Linked DNA regions of Mus musculus: region 2 is linked to region 1. A link is a contact called in public Hi-C data. All regions are on one chromosome and are shown on one strand. The core of a region is the stretch at or near the end of the contact, and the rest is flanking DNA. Distances in the headings are between cores, read along the strand shown.

Region 1 (6,358 bases), core at 2,346-4,845:
CTTAACTTTCAGGGTCACCTCTTTTACTGTAGTCCTTCTACTGAGCTAAAGACAAACGGACACCCATGCTCACTGCTTACTGCACAGAGACGTCTTTTCATTTGTCCCAGGCAGCTCAGCAGACCAGTGGCAGGCAGGGGGTCTGGTTCAAATACCTGTTTCTCACTCCCTGGCTGGAAGTCCCAGTCAGGATTTTTTTTTTGTTCTTGTTGTTCACTCTGTCTGGAGAAGTGAGAAAGGAATGTCAGGTGTTGACTGGAAGCCACTAGATCTTCAAGGAGTCACAGGGTCACAGAGAACCAGAAACAAAGGGGGGAAAAAAAACCCAACCACCTTCACAGCTTCCTGGAGATGTGCAGTCTGTCTCTCCAGACCGCTTGTTCCTCATCACAGCTGTGACAAAATGCTATTTTCCTTTCTGCGGTGTGCACAGGTGCCAATCCAAATGAATATTACTCACACACCTCTGTCCAAACACTGTGCGGTCTTCAAAGGTTGATTAAACCTCACAGAGCTGCTTATTCTTTCTGCACTTGATGCTAGGAAAAGCCCTAGCTGCTAAGACCTCAACCCCCATGCCCCTGCTCTTCTATGCATCCCCCCTTTCCCACCTGAGGACCCAGGATTTGAAGGAGACAGGGGTGTGGTGGTTCTCGAGGAGGGAAGTGAGTGGCAGAGAGCCAAGCTTGGACTTAGCTTTGCTCAGAATCCCAAAGGCAGAGTGCAGAGGGCAACTTGTGTGCAATAGGGGCTGGCAAATGGGGCACTGAAGGGTGTGAAGAGCAAGGGATTTGACTTTGATTGCCCAGCAAAAGTCCGTTTCCCACACATTATGACTGGCTGGTGTATATTAGAAATCACAGCCTCCCTGTCCCTCCTCCCCTGTCATTAGTTTCTACTGGAGCAGCGTCTCATTGGAAATCACGCCCGCTGAATTGAGGCATGGTGTGCAACTCCAGGGACCCAGGTCCCGTGCATCCAGCCAGTGGTGGTTCAGGTACCATCACTGGTCTGGGATCTCTAAAAAGCTCAAGAGATATTTCTAGTGCCACAGAATGTTCAATAGTCATGCTGATGCTGAAAGCCTGCAGGGCCCTCAGCCATCCCCTTTTCTTTTGGTAACAGTACCTTAACTTCTCTGAAAACTCACATCTTCCTTATTTCACCTGGGGGCTTCTGGGTTCTTCATTTCCTCACCCCAGATACTTCCCTCTGGGATGAGGATGTGACAAATCCTTAGCCAATCAAAGGGCACCACAGGGGAAAGACAGTTGCAATTCTTCTATCAGAAAAAGATTGATAGTATGCAGAGAGCCAGAGAGAGGGCTAGGTGGTTAGGAGTGCTTGCTGCTCTAGCAGGGGACCAGAGTTCAGTTCCCAGCATCCACATCAGCGAGCATGATACTGCCTGCAAATATAGCGCCAGGGAATCCAGTGCCTTCCTGTGGAGTCCACTGGTACTGCACTCACTTATACACACACACACACACACACAGAGAGAGAGAGAGAGAGAAAGAGAGAGAGAGAGAGAAACAGGATATTTTTAAAACTATAATTGTCAGACTAATATAAATATTAGTAAGGAATACCCTGAGATAAGTACTTTTAAAAATTCCTTTTGAAAAAATATTATTTATTATTTTATTTTATTTATGTAACTCTTTTGCCTGCGTATATGTCTCAGCACCTCAGGAATTAAGTGCCCACAGTAGGAAGTAGAGGGTGTCAGATCCCTCTGGTACTAGAGCTACTGACAGTTGTGAGCCATCATATGAGTGCTAGGAGCTGAACCTGGGTCTTTCCTAACAGCAGCTAGTGCTCTCAACCATGCACATTCCAGCCCTAAGAATCTCTTTCCAGCTACACTGATACTAAGCATACACAAACTACATTTTCCAATATCTCAAGTCTGGGCTATACATGCCCACTTAATGATGATTTAAGACCACTTTGTTCATAGTGGCCAACACAGGGCATGGTCTATGTGTTCGTCAGCATGGACCTGAGCTACATTCATGTAATAATAGAACACTAGACCTCAGCATAAGGACAAGATCCTGTTATACACAGTGAGTGTAGACTCCACAGTTATGGTCTTGGCTGTTGAGATGGCTATGTGAGAACATCATTCCACTGATGGGAAGTCAAGATGGGGAAGGCTGACCTATGGTGACGGAGGTCAGCACAGTGGTTTATTATCTACAGGGGAGTTGGAGGATATTTGCTTGCAGTGGTGTTCTTTTGTTTGTTTTGATTTTTTTTCTTTTTTTGAGACGAGGTTTCTCTGTATAATCCCTGAGTGTCCTGAAAGTAGACCAGGCTGACTTCCAACAAAGAGATCCACCTGCCTCAGACTGCTGGGATTAAAGGTGTGTGCCACCTCGCTCAGCTCCAGAGGGTGTCTTAAGGGCTGTAGACTGTACATCTGGTGGTGATAGGTTCATGTGGAGTTCATTACACTGCATACTGAAGAGCTTTTCATTTCACTGATTACATTATACCACAGTTTATAAAAGGAGTGACGAAGGAGGAGGCGCTTTCTTAAGAATTCCTTCTGAACTCCTGGCTCGAGCTGTACCTAAAGGTGAGACATCTGCACAGACAGCTTGAGTTACTCAGACACAGTGTGGGAAGCACCATCCTGCTCTCCAAACCCCACTCCTAGAAGAGGCCACACAGGTGTGCTTTATTGAAGTTTCTGGCCTAGCCTTGTATAACTGTGTATATGTGGAGGGAGGGGGTGAAGAGGGAGGGGGAGGGGAAGGAAAAGAGGGGGAAGGGAAAGGAGAGGGAGAGGGATGGGGGAGGGATATAGGGGTGTAAGAGAGAGAGAGAGGCAGAGAGACAGAGAGACAGAGAGACAGGGACAGAGAGAGAGAGAGACAGGGACAGAGAGAGAGAGGGGGGGGAGAGAGAGAGGTGAGAAATTGGGATGAGGTTCTTGTGAGGCTCAGGGTTCCCATCTTCCCCAGCACGGCCAACTGGATCAGATTAGAGGCACCAGAACGGAAGGAGTTTGAACACTTCCCAAGAGGGTGCTCCAGAGCCTGGGGTACTGGTCTCTTGAGACCTTAAGGTAGGGGTGAGGGGTGTTAAGATCAAAAATGCCTGTGCCTTGCAGCACGGGACACACCTGAATTTTTTCAGCCAAAGTTGTTAAAAAAAAAAAAGGTTCAAATGAAAGTTTTCCTGGGGATTACATAACACATGGTACACAGCCAGCAGCATGGGGAGGTGTTGTCAGTACCCTTGAGATGCAGGAATCCCTTTGGCTCCCAGGGCCCCTGATGCAGAGGAATTGGGATCTTGTGACTGGGGCTTACGTAGGTCAGTTTCTCACAGGGTCAGGCTTGGGAACACTCTGCATTGTGGCCTTGTCACAGAGGACAGATTCTCAAGGAGGAACAAAGGGGCCTGGGAACCAGGCCAGGGTGGAAAGCACCCTTTGGGGGGTTCTTTAGCACTTGTTAATTGGTCACCTCGTTAGCAGCCCATCTGCAGCAAGTGAGTGGTGCTGGGGTGCTGGGGAGGACCGTCCTGGCCAGCAGGGGCCTCACAGTCTAGTAATAAGGACACAGCAATTACAGGAACTTCTAGAGCCAGTTCTCTTCAGGAGCATGCCAGGCTGAAGCTTTGTCCTATGGAGAAGCAGAAAAGGTCAGAGGAGGAGAAAGAAAGAGCCCTTCCCGGTCAAGGAGCCAGCCAGGGAGGGAGACAAAAGGAAGGAGGCTCCATGGAGGTGAGGAGCTAAAGAAGAGGTGACATTTGGATGCCTCTCAGATGAGAGGCAAGAGATAGTGACAATGAGGTCACTAGGCAGAAAGAAACTGCTGAGGGAAGAGGGTCTGAGGCTTGGTACTGTGCTCCACAAGAGCTTGGGCATGGGGGAGGGGAGGGGTGGGGTGGGGTGGGGTGGGTGGGGGAGGGATTGTTTCCTGCAACCAGGCTGGGAACAAACCTTCTGCTGGTCTCAGTTTCTCCACACTGTCTGGATCTGATGCCCTTTGGGTCCCTCCATGCTGTGCAGGCATGTGAAAGGGAGGGAGCAAAGGTTCACATTGACCCCTTACTCTAGGGTGAAGTCCCATGACCAGGTCGGAGCAGTGAGCTGTGATCACTTATAGCGTCATTTCCAGGCCCAAGCATACAACAGTTCCAACCGTCGCTTCTCCCTTGGGATGAATTGTGAAGCCCGGGTCCTTGAAAGGCTTAGGGGTAAAAGAAGCTTCTGCTGAGCTTATGAGATACTTGTAGGCACAGAAATTCCCCTTGGCCTATTTGTTTCGGGCTTAAGTATAGCCTGGCCTGACCTGGCCTGACTGGTGGGTCCTTGAGCTCCAAGTTTGTGGAGGAGAGCTTTGATGAGCAGCAATCCCAGCCTGGGCCCTGGGTCTGAAGCAAGTGTGGTCTGCACAGGCTCCCAGGCTGTGTAGGTACTGGGAAGTCCCCTGCTTCTGTCATATCTATGTAGGCCTGCTCACAGAGCCTGTACACGGAGAATAAAGGGGCACCTGTTTACTTGATCAGATGAATCCGGGGAACTGGGAGAAATGGCAGTCTGTGAGATCTGAGCCCCAAAGATAGGGTAGAGAGATTGGCTAATCCATGAGTGAGCCTGGCCTGCCCTGCCTGGTTGATTCCTGCAAGGAATGGGTGGGACTACAAGCAATCCTTGTCCCACCTTAATACCTCAGAGCCTGCCTGGGCTTGAACTCCAGGGCTGGATGGAAGATTTTCTCCTCACTTCTTGACCATCCCTGGAAGTCAAGGTATGAGGTCAGTCCCCCATGGAGTCACCTCTCTCCCAGAGAAGAAATAAGACCAGCACAATAAACTCAAGCTCTGTCCAGACAGCTTTAGAACCACTATGTGAATGTATGTATGCATGCTTCTGTGTGTGTATGTGTGTGTGTGTGTGTGTGTGTGTGTGTGAGAGAGAGAGAGAGAGAGAGAGAGAGAGAGAGAGAGAGAGAGAGAGAGAGATTTTCTTCTGTTATTTCTTTCCTTGAATTGCATTTTGGAAAGCATGTCACTGCTTCCCAGGGGACTGCAGCTGGGAGAGAGAGGAGGAAAGGGGGTGGGGGGGGGGTGCGGGTGCGGGGGGGGGTGCAGGTGTTTCTTCAGAGAGTCATGGATGAGATATGGCACCAGCCTACTTTCTCTCTTTGCCGTGAGCCTTCCTCCTGATACTAATACCGCCTTCCTCTACTACTCTTCTGACAGCTGAGTCTGTTCCCAAGCTCAGAGCACTGTTTCAGGGTCCTTAGCTTCTTGTCTCCCTCACCACCCCTCCACCTTCATCACCTAAAGCAGCAGGTATTCATTATTTAAACAACCTATGCCTCTGAAGTCTTATTTATCTAACATCTTTCCACAGCATATGTCAAAATTTATAGTAAGTGCATTCATCCCATGATAAACATTTGGCTTTGCTGGTCTAGCAGAGGCAGGGCTAATTAGGGAAAGCAATTCCCTTGTTATCTGAAGGGAGGTCAGTACAGCAATTAGCATCCTCACGGAGTTTTCAGAATTGTGACTTGGAGGCTAGGGCCTCTGGTGCCAGGTAGGGAGGAGAGAAATTGGCAGGAAGGAAAGGAGAGCCTTCCCCCAGAAAGGTCTGGAAAATTGGAGCCGAGCTGTGGAGATGGTGTTCTGGATTCCCCTAACTCAGCGTGCATCTGAGTTCTCTCTCTGTTGGCCTCTGGCCTCTCCATCACAGACTGGCCCCTAGGATGTTCTGCCACCAATTCTGTCTGCCCAGCCTTCCCTACAAAGCATACAGAAGAGCATATCAATGAGAAAAGCTGACCACTGGCCCAGAGTTAGAGCATACAAGCCAATGGACACATGAAGACATCAGCTTTAGGGCTATAGAGGAACTTAAAGATCATAGGGTTGACTTGTCAACCCCTTCGCTTCATCTGTGTATGGTGGGAGGCATCCCATAACCTTCCCTTTGCTGGGAGAGAGGAGCAGAGTGTGAAAGTCTAGGCTTTGGGTGGGGGGTGGGGGAGGGAGATCCAGGTTTAGTCATAGGTATGTCTCAAGCAGTGTAGACATGGATCTAAGGTGTTCTATGGAGCCGGTGTGAGGGTAAAGAGCCAGGCTAAGACTCAAAACAATCTGATCTGAGGGATCAGGTAGGATCAATGATGAACAAGATGACTGCTATTCAGGGCTCCGATAGGCTCATACTTGATAGTCACTAGAAAGACTCACAGAATCGAGGTCCATGCCTCTTACAGATTCTTAAAGAGGCAAATGCTCCACAAAGGCCAGAACTCTCAGCCCTGCCTTGTAACCATCTCCTCCGGACAGAGCAGACAGTGCTGTGCAGAGATGCTCAGCAGCAGTCGAG
Region 2 (6,358 bases), core at 1,492-3,991, 53 kb after region 1:
CATCTCGTTAGTGAGCCTAGAAGACAGACCTTTACTAATTCTCAATGTGCTCTCCTGAACCAAGCACAGCAGCATTGCACCAAGTGTGGGGCCAAAACAGAGGCGGCGATCAATACAATCTAGTCATTTATATGGAAGGAGGGAAAAGGAGAGAGAATGCCTTCAATGTAACGAGGAAGGAGCTTGGTCTTTTGGAAGAGACCACCCACCTTCAGGCAGTGGAAGGGGATAGTATGGTATCTAGACTCACTTGGGTAGTATTCTGAACATTTGCAACTGTAACCAAAGCCCAAAGTCTCCCCATGTTCCAGGATCCAGAACCCTTTCCTTTGGCCTTTTGCCAGATGTGGAGTAGAACTTGGCAGTGCTTGATTATCACATCCCATTCTGTCTGTAGAGTCAGACTCGAATGCATGGCCCCTTGCAGTTCTCCCTGGTTATCAGGTAAGCAAATTGAGGTTCAGGACCTTGTCCTTGAGGTCAAGGACCTTGTTCAAGGTCAAATACTTCCTGAATCAGGGACCTCGGTTCCAAATAAGTTTGCTTCCCTCTAAATTCTGTGATTTTTTTTTTTTCACCTCATTCCCTGGGAACAAGAAGCCATCAAATATTAGCCTGATGCAGGCTGTCCCTCTGCCCACTGCCTGCAGGAATCTCTTCTCATTCTTGTCCTGCGGTCAGGGAACATGTGTCCCGGGGTGAGAGGAAAGCCCAGAGCTATTCATTCGACAATTGCTCCTTTCAATCTAGATTTGTTTTTTGATTTGTTTTCTGTTTGTCTTCTCTTCTGGGGAGGGAGGGTGAAGTGGGGGAGCGGCAGCCTTTTCTTGGAGCTCTGTTGATTTCTGCTTCTGCTGTGTAGGGATTTTCAATGACGAGGGTTTGATTTTCCTGCCTCCTTGGGAGTCTCATGCAATTTTTTAAAAACCCACTGGCTCTAGGAGTCCATTTCTGCTCCACGTTGCCTGCTGAGGAACCCAAGGCCTCCAGACTGAGCCAATTTTCCTTCTCCCTGTTTTGTGTGAGATGTGGAAAAGTCTTTGACTTAGGGTGCTTGAATGGAGTTGGTGCTGAGAGCTAGTGTGTGTGTGTGAGTGTGTGTGTGTGTGTGTGTGTGTGTGTGTGTGTTGAGAGAGAGAGAGAGAGAGAGAGGAGAGAGAGAATATATATGTATGTATGTTGTTGTTAGTGTTTGTGTTATGTATGTGTGTGAGTGTGTGTATGTGAGAGTATGTGCATGTGTGTGTACATGTGAGAGAGAGTTCGTATATGAGAGTGTGTATGTTTTTGTTAGTGTGTGTGTATGTGTGTGTGTGTGTGTGTGTGTATGTGAGAGTGTGTTAATGTGCATGTTTGTGAGTGTGTGAGTGTGTATGTGTGACTGTGTATTTGTGAGTGTGTGTGCATATATGTGACTGTGTGACTGTGTGTGTGTATGTGTGTGAGAGAGAGTATGTATATGAGAGTGTATATGTTTTTGTTAGCGTCTATTTGTGTGTATATGTATGCGAGAGTGTGTATGTATGCATGCATGACAGTGTGTATTTGTGAGTGTGTGTGTATGTGTGTGTATGTGAGAGAGAGTATGTGTACGTGTAAGAGAGTACGTATATGAGCATGTGTATGTTTTTGTTAGTGTGTGTGTATGTGAGAGTGTGTGAATGTGCGTATGTGTGATTGTGTGTATTTGTGTGTATGTGTGATTGTGTGTATTTGTGTGTGTATGTGTGAGTGTGTATGTTTGAGAGTGTGTGTGTGAGTGTGTATGTGTGAGTGTGTATGTGTGACAGTGTTTATTTGTGAGTGTGTGTGTATGTGAGAGTGTGTGAATGTGTGTGTGTGATTATGTGTATTTGTGTGTGTATGTGTGAGTGTGTATGTTTGAGAGAGTGTGTGTGTGAGTGTGTATGTGTGACAGTGTTTATTTGTGAGTGTGTGTGTGTATATATGTGTGTGTATACATCAGGGAAAGTGTACCTCTAGACAATGTGCCTTTGCTGAGTTGAAACAATGACTCTACAGACAATGAGATTCCAGTGAGCATGCATCTGCTCATGACAACTGCATACCCTGGAGAGAGCAGATGCTGACATCAGTTACGTGTATACTTAAGCAGGTAGAGTATCAAGACATAGGCCAACCACATGTGTGCTCCCAAGGCTGTGTGTGCTATCAGGTGTGCAGACCTCCATGAAACCTACAGCCAGAGACTTGCTGTGTGCAAGTGTGCCCGTGTGTTAGCTATCAGATGGAACTGTGAACATGTGCAATCACAAAAACATGTATGGGGCCTGCACCGATACACCAAGTTCAAGTCTTTGACTTATTGCTTTCTACAAGAGCAGGTATCTTTCAGTATATGTGTGCGTGAGTATAGACAAACACACATTTGCATGTGTGTTTCTGTTTGTGTGAACATTTGGGCATCCCAGGGCGTGTCTTTGTTGGTGTGGGTGCCCATTGCCCAGTGTGCATCTGCGGTTCCAGGGCACGTGTTCAGAGGGAGCTCGAGCAAAGAGGCTTGGGTTTGAGGCTGAGGATGTAGGGACTCATTTGCATGGTGTTCCCTGTGTTTGAGTTTGCTGTGTTCACAGCCCTGGAGAATTTAAAACAACAATAGTGACACCAACAAAGAGGAGTGGAAAATGATGTAACCCCGCATACATTTCTGGAGCCTCGGGAATGGTCCCTGTGCAGGCTATGATTCCAGCGGTGTCCGTTACCATGGTTATGGCTAAAGAGACTGCTAGCTCCTGTTTATTTTTAAATCCCCATCTCCATGACACCCCTTCCTGAAGCCCAAACCTCATCCTATCCACCCCAGGCTTCTTTTCCTCTTAGCTCATGGGGTGAGATCTCCACTCCCTCTACATTCTGAGGGGAACCTCGAAGGGTATTCTGACCCTTACACTTCCACCCTCCAGAAATCTAGGTGCCTCTGGAGGGTAACTCTAGATCAGAAGGCTTCTGGCAAACTACAGAGCTCTGCCGAGAGTCTCCCTTCCTGCTTACCCTTCGTATGAGCTCCTGGTCCAGCTTAGAGTTGGACTGTCAGGATTAATGGGAATAAGCCCATACAGAGATGGGTGATACTCATTTCATGACAGCTGAGCCCACCAGCCCAGGCTGAGGGTAATGGGATAGAGGGAGGAAACCTCGGGAAATAGAGCCCAGCCCAGGATGCCTTGGGCTTCATGCAATCTAACCTACCTCCTTTTAGCCCCCTGTCTGATTTGTGTTGGGTGAGTGAGGAGGAAGCTGAAAGAAGCAGAGTTTACCCTGAAAGGGTTGGAAGGCTGGGTAAAGTCGGGCCGAGGTGAGCCTTGCTCACAGGCTTTGGGATTGTACAAAGGCAGGGTAAACGGAGCCTGAAGCCATGGTTTACCTTGGTATTTTTTTCTAGTCCAAGCTGCACTATCACCCAGCTTTAGGTTCAGGGTGACATAGATTAGAGAGGGGTCATGCTGACATTTCCCACTTTGGGTAATGACCATCAATGCTCCCTGGCTTCTCTCCCCAGGCAGTTAGCTCCTTTAAGATAAGATGGTCTTTCCAGACTCTGCCCAACACTCTTCTTCCTAGATTGTGAGTACCTTATGGAGAGGGCCTGTCTTCGTTACTATTCTATTGCTGTGAAGAGACACTATGGCCAAGGCAGCTTAGAGGAGAAAGCATTAAGTTGGGACCGTGCCTACAGTTTCAGAGGGCTAGTGCATGATCATCATGGCTGGGAGCATGGCATCAGGAAGATAGGCATGATATTGGAGAAGTAGCTGAGAGCTTATATTTGGATCCAAAGACAGGAGGCGGGGGGGGGGGGGCGCACTCGGGGTGTGGGGGGGAGCTTTTGAAACCTCAGAGCCTATCCCAAGTGACATACCTCCTCCAACAAGGCCATGCCTCCTAATCCTTCCTAAACAACCCACCAGCTGGGAATAAAATCTAGGGGCCTGTGGGGCCATTCTCATTCAAACCACCACAGGGCTCCCACTACAGCAGGCATTCAATGAATTAAAGCTTTTCTAGCCAAGACCTCTGAGCCCAGAGCCTCCAAACCCAAGAGCATCTGCACAGAGAATTACTGTGTGCTTTTCCTTTCTCAGCATGGCTTCCTTATTTTTTAAAAATGATGGGTTACATTGAGTTATCTCTACCCATCCAGCCTGACATTTCATAATTCTATTAACTAATTGAATTGGATGGACATTATGGAAAATGTTGAACAACAGGCTAATTTATCTTTGAACATGAACCAGATGCCCTGGGTCAAAGTCAGGTCAGCAGAAGGCAAAGCAGGTGGACGTTGCCATCTCTCTCTGCAGAGGTGGGCAAAATCCGACAGTCATTTGGGAAGCCTGCAGTGGAGTGGCAGGTGTGTGCTTTCAGAGAACGTTCCTGAAGATCAGGAAGTTTGGTGGCTTTCCGGTACTTTACAGTGGTCATGGGCTCCTTTGAATTGTAGCATCTCGGTGTGTCACTGCAGTGGTTTCAAGGAACAAAATTGGGCACTACAGAAAAGCTTTGTACTTGAGAAACAAGTCAGAAGGGTGCGACTTGGTGTGGCCAGGACCACAGGGACTCCTAGGTTTCCTGGGTCATCTCTTGATAATTGCATCACTTACTTAACACATACAAGGTCCTGAGTTCATTCTTCAACACTGCCAAAAAGTGTGTGTGTTCAGGGAGGCCGGGGGGGGGGGGAGGGGGGGGAAGAGCGGGCAGTGTTGAACACAGAGATAGTATCAGAAAGTACCAGAAGATGAAGGTCATGTGGCAATGCAGGCAGCTCAAGCCAAAGTCAACGGATGCTAGAAAATCAGTGGCAGCTTAGGAGAGGAATGATGCACGCGTCTCTTCCCCGTGCTTAGAAAGAATCACCCTGGGCTCAGACATAAAAATTCCAGAGCCCCAAGGCATTGCATTTTGCTTGGTTTAGGCTCCAACTTGTGATATTTGTTTCCTTTGGCTGTATGAAGAAAGCTCTCCCAGTAAGAGATGCCACGTGCGGGAGAAAGCTTCAAGTCCTAGCCATTCTCCACTCTGGACCCTTCACACGTCCCTCTTCCAGGATGTCACTCAACCATTAGGTGGCAGGTAACATAAAAAGAGAAGAATATCCCCAAAGAAAGTGATTTTTTTCCCCTCCCAGTTCAACTCAGCTTCGCAGCTATTTCTATCCACCAGGAGGTCCTTCCTTCTTTCCCACCCAAATCCCACCTGCTGCAGTTCCAGGCCAGTCTGCTTTATTTTGCTCTCAAGAGACAATGATCAACTAGAACGCCTACCTCCAGAAAGCAATCCTTTGTTGTCTAAAAGTTACACATGGAATCTCCTTCCCTGGTAGCTGACAGCTCCCACCTTCTAGTTCAAGGTAAGCCTTTAGCTTGCAGCTTACGGAACGCCCAGGCTCTCAAGCCATCAACCATTCCTGTGCAATGACCTTGTCTGTGACATCCCCACCCCAGCCATTGCCCCATCCCTCCCCTGCTTCCATGGCCCCTTCAGCACATTCCTTCCAAAGACATAGGTTGTTTTGTGTGCCTGAGCATGCCTTGTCTCCAAACACGGAGTGGAGAGGAGTCATGGGGACCGAGCTGCAGTGGCTGCAAAATCCCAGTGACCGATGAGAGGGCCTGATTGCTTTGTGCATAGCTGCTGAAAGGGGTCTTGACATTTTAAGTGCTCGTCAGAGTGAGGAATGACAGCAGCAGACAATGAGACACTTCCTCTTTGCCTTTTGCAGGCTATTAATAAGTGTTTCTGATTCCGTAGAAGTGGGAGAGATTCTGGGCCACTGGCTTGGCTATGCTGCGTGGGATTTTTTTCCTTCTCTCACTTTGTCTTTCTCCCCCTGCCTCTCTCCCCTTCTCCCTGCCTCCCTCTCCTCTAGCTTCCACACTCTCATTCTCTCCCAGGCGTGGCTGCCTGTTTGTCTTGAAGTTGGACTTAGTAGTGATCAGGAAATGGCATACGGCAGCTGGTCCCAGCCATGCCTTTGGCTCTCTGCTGAAACGTCAGTCTCTGGATCCCCATCCTGAATTCTCCAGGGCTGCAGTGGAGTGGAAGGGAGGTTAGGAGCCAACAAGGGAGAGAGAGGCTATGAGGCTGGCAGAAGGAAGTGGGCAGCTGGGAAAGCCCACCTACAGGGGGCGTTACGGCCGTCTGTTCAAGCTGAGATAGAGAGATGGGAGATAGTCCTCTCCAGCCTTCTTTGTCTGTATCCCTCTCCCCCCTTCCATGTTTTCCATCAGTGCTAGTTAGTGGCCATATAACTCACTGGACAAGAGGCTGCCTTCTGGAGAATGCCATTCAAGGAGAATGTTCTGTGGCCCAATATCAGAAGGAATTGTTTGTATTC

The links. Hi-C and Micro-C count contacts between places; a contact is called where the count stands out from the background.
Region 2: a contact with region 1 is called in a Hi-C map of forebrain, with 1.7 times the contacts expected there. The contact joins the enhancer-like site here to the promoter of 2900052N01Rik in region 1. A contact is called at or near these places in 2 of 484 Hi-C or Micro-C datasets (forebrain and nephron progenitors) and 3 of 115 datasets of contacts at active chromatin or transcription factors (astrocytes and embryonic stem cells).

The regions. Positions count from the first base shown.
Region 1 is chr9:46,910,008-46,916,365 of GRCm38.p6, forward strand. It overlaps 2900052N01Rik (RIKEN cDNA 2900052N01 gene), which reads left to right and starts at 3,596. Exons shown (of 4, transcript NR_015605.1): 1 at 3,596-3,739.
Region 2 is chr9:46,963,515-46,969,872 of GRCm38.p6, forward strand. No RefSeq gene overlaps it. Among named protein-coding and RNA genes, the nearest start is that of Gm39331, 11 kb to the left of the region's middle. Within about 2 kb of position 2,742, at least 23 of the 459 cell types and tissues checked have an H3K27ac peak or open chromatin away from gene starts, as enhancers often do. A contact at or near this core is called in forebrain, where this site is marked.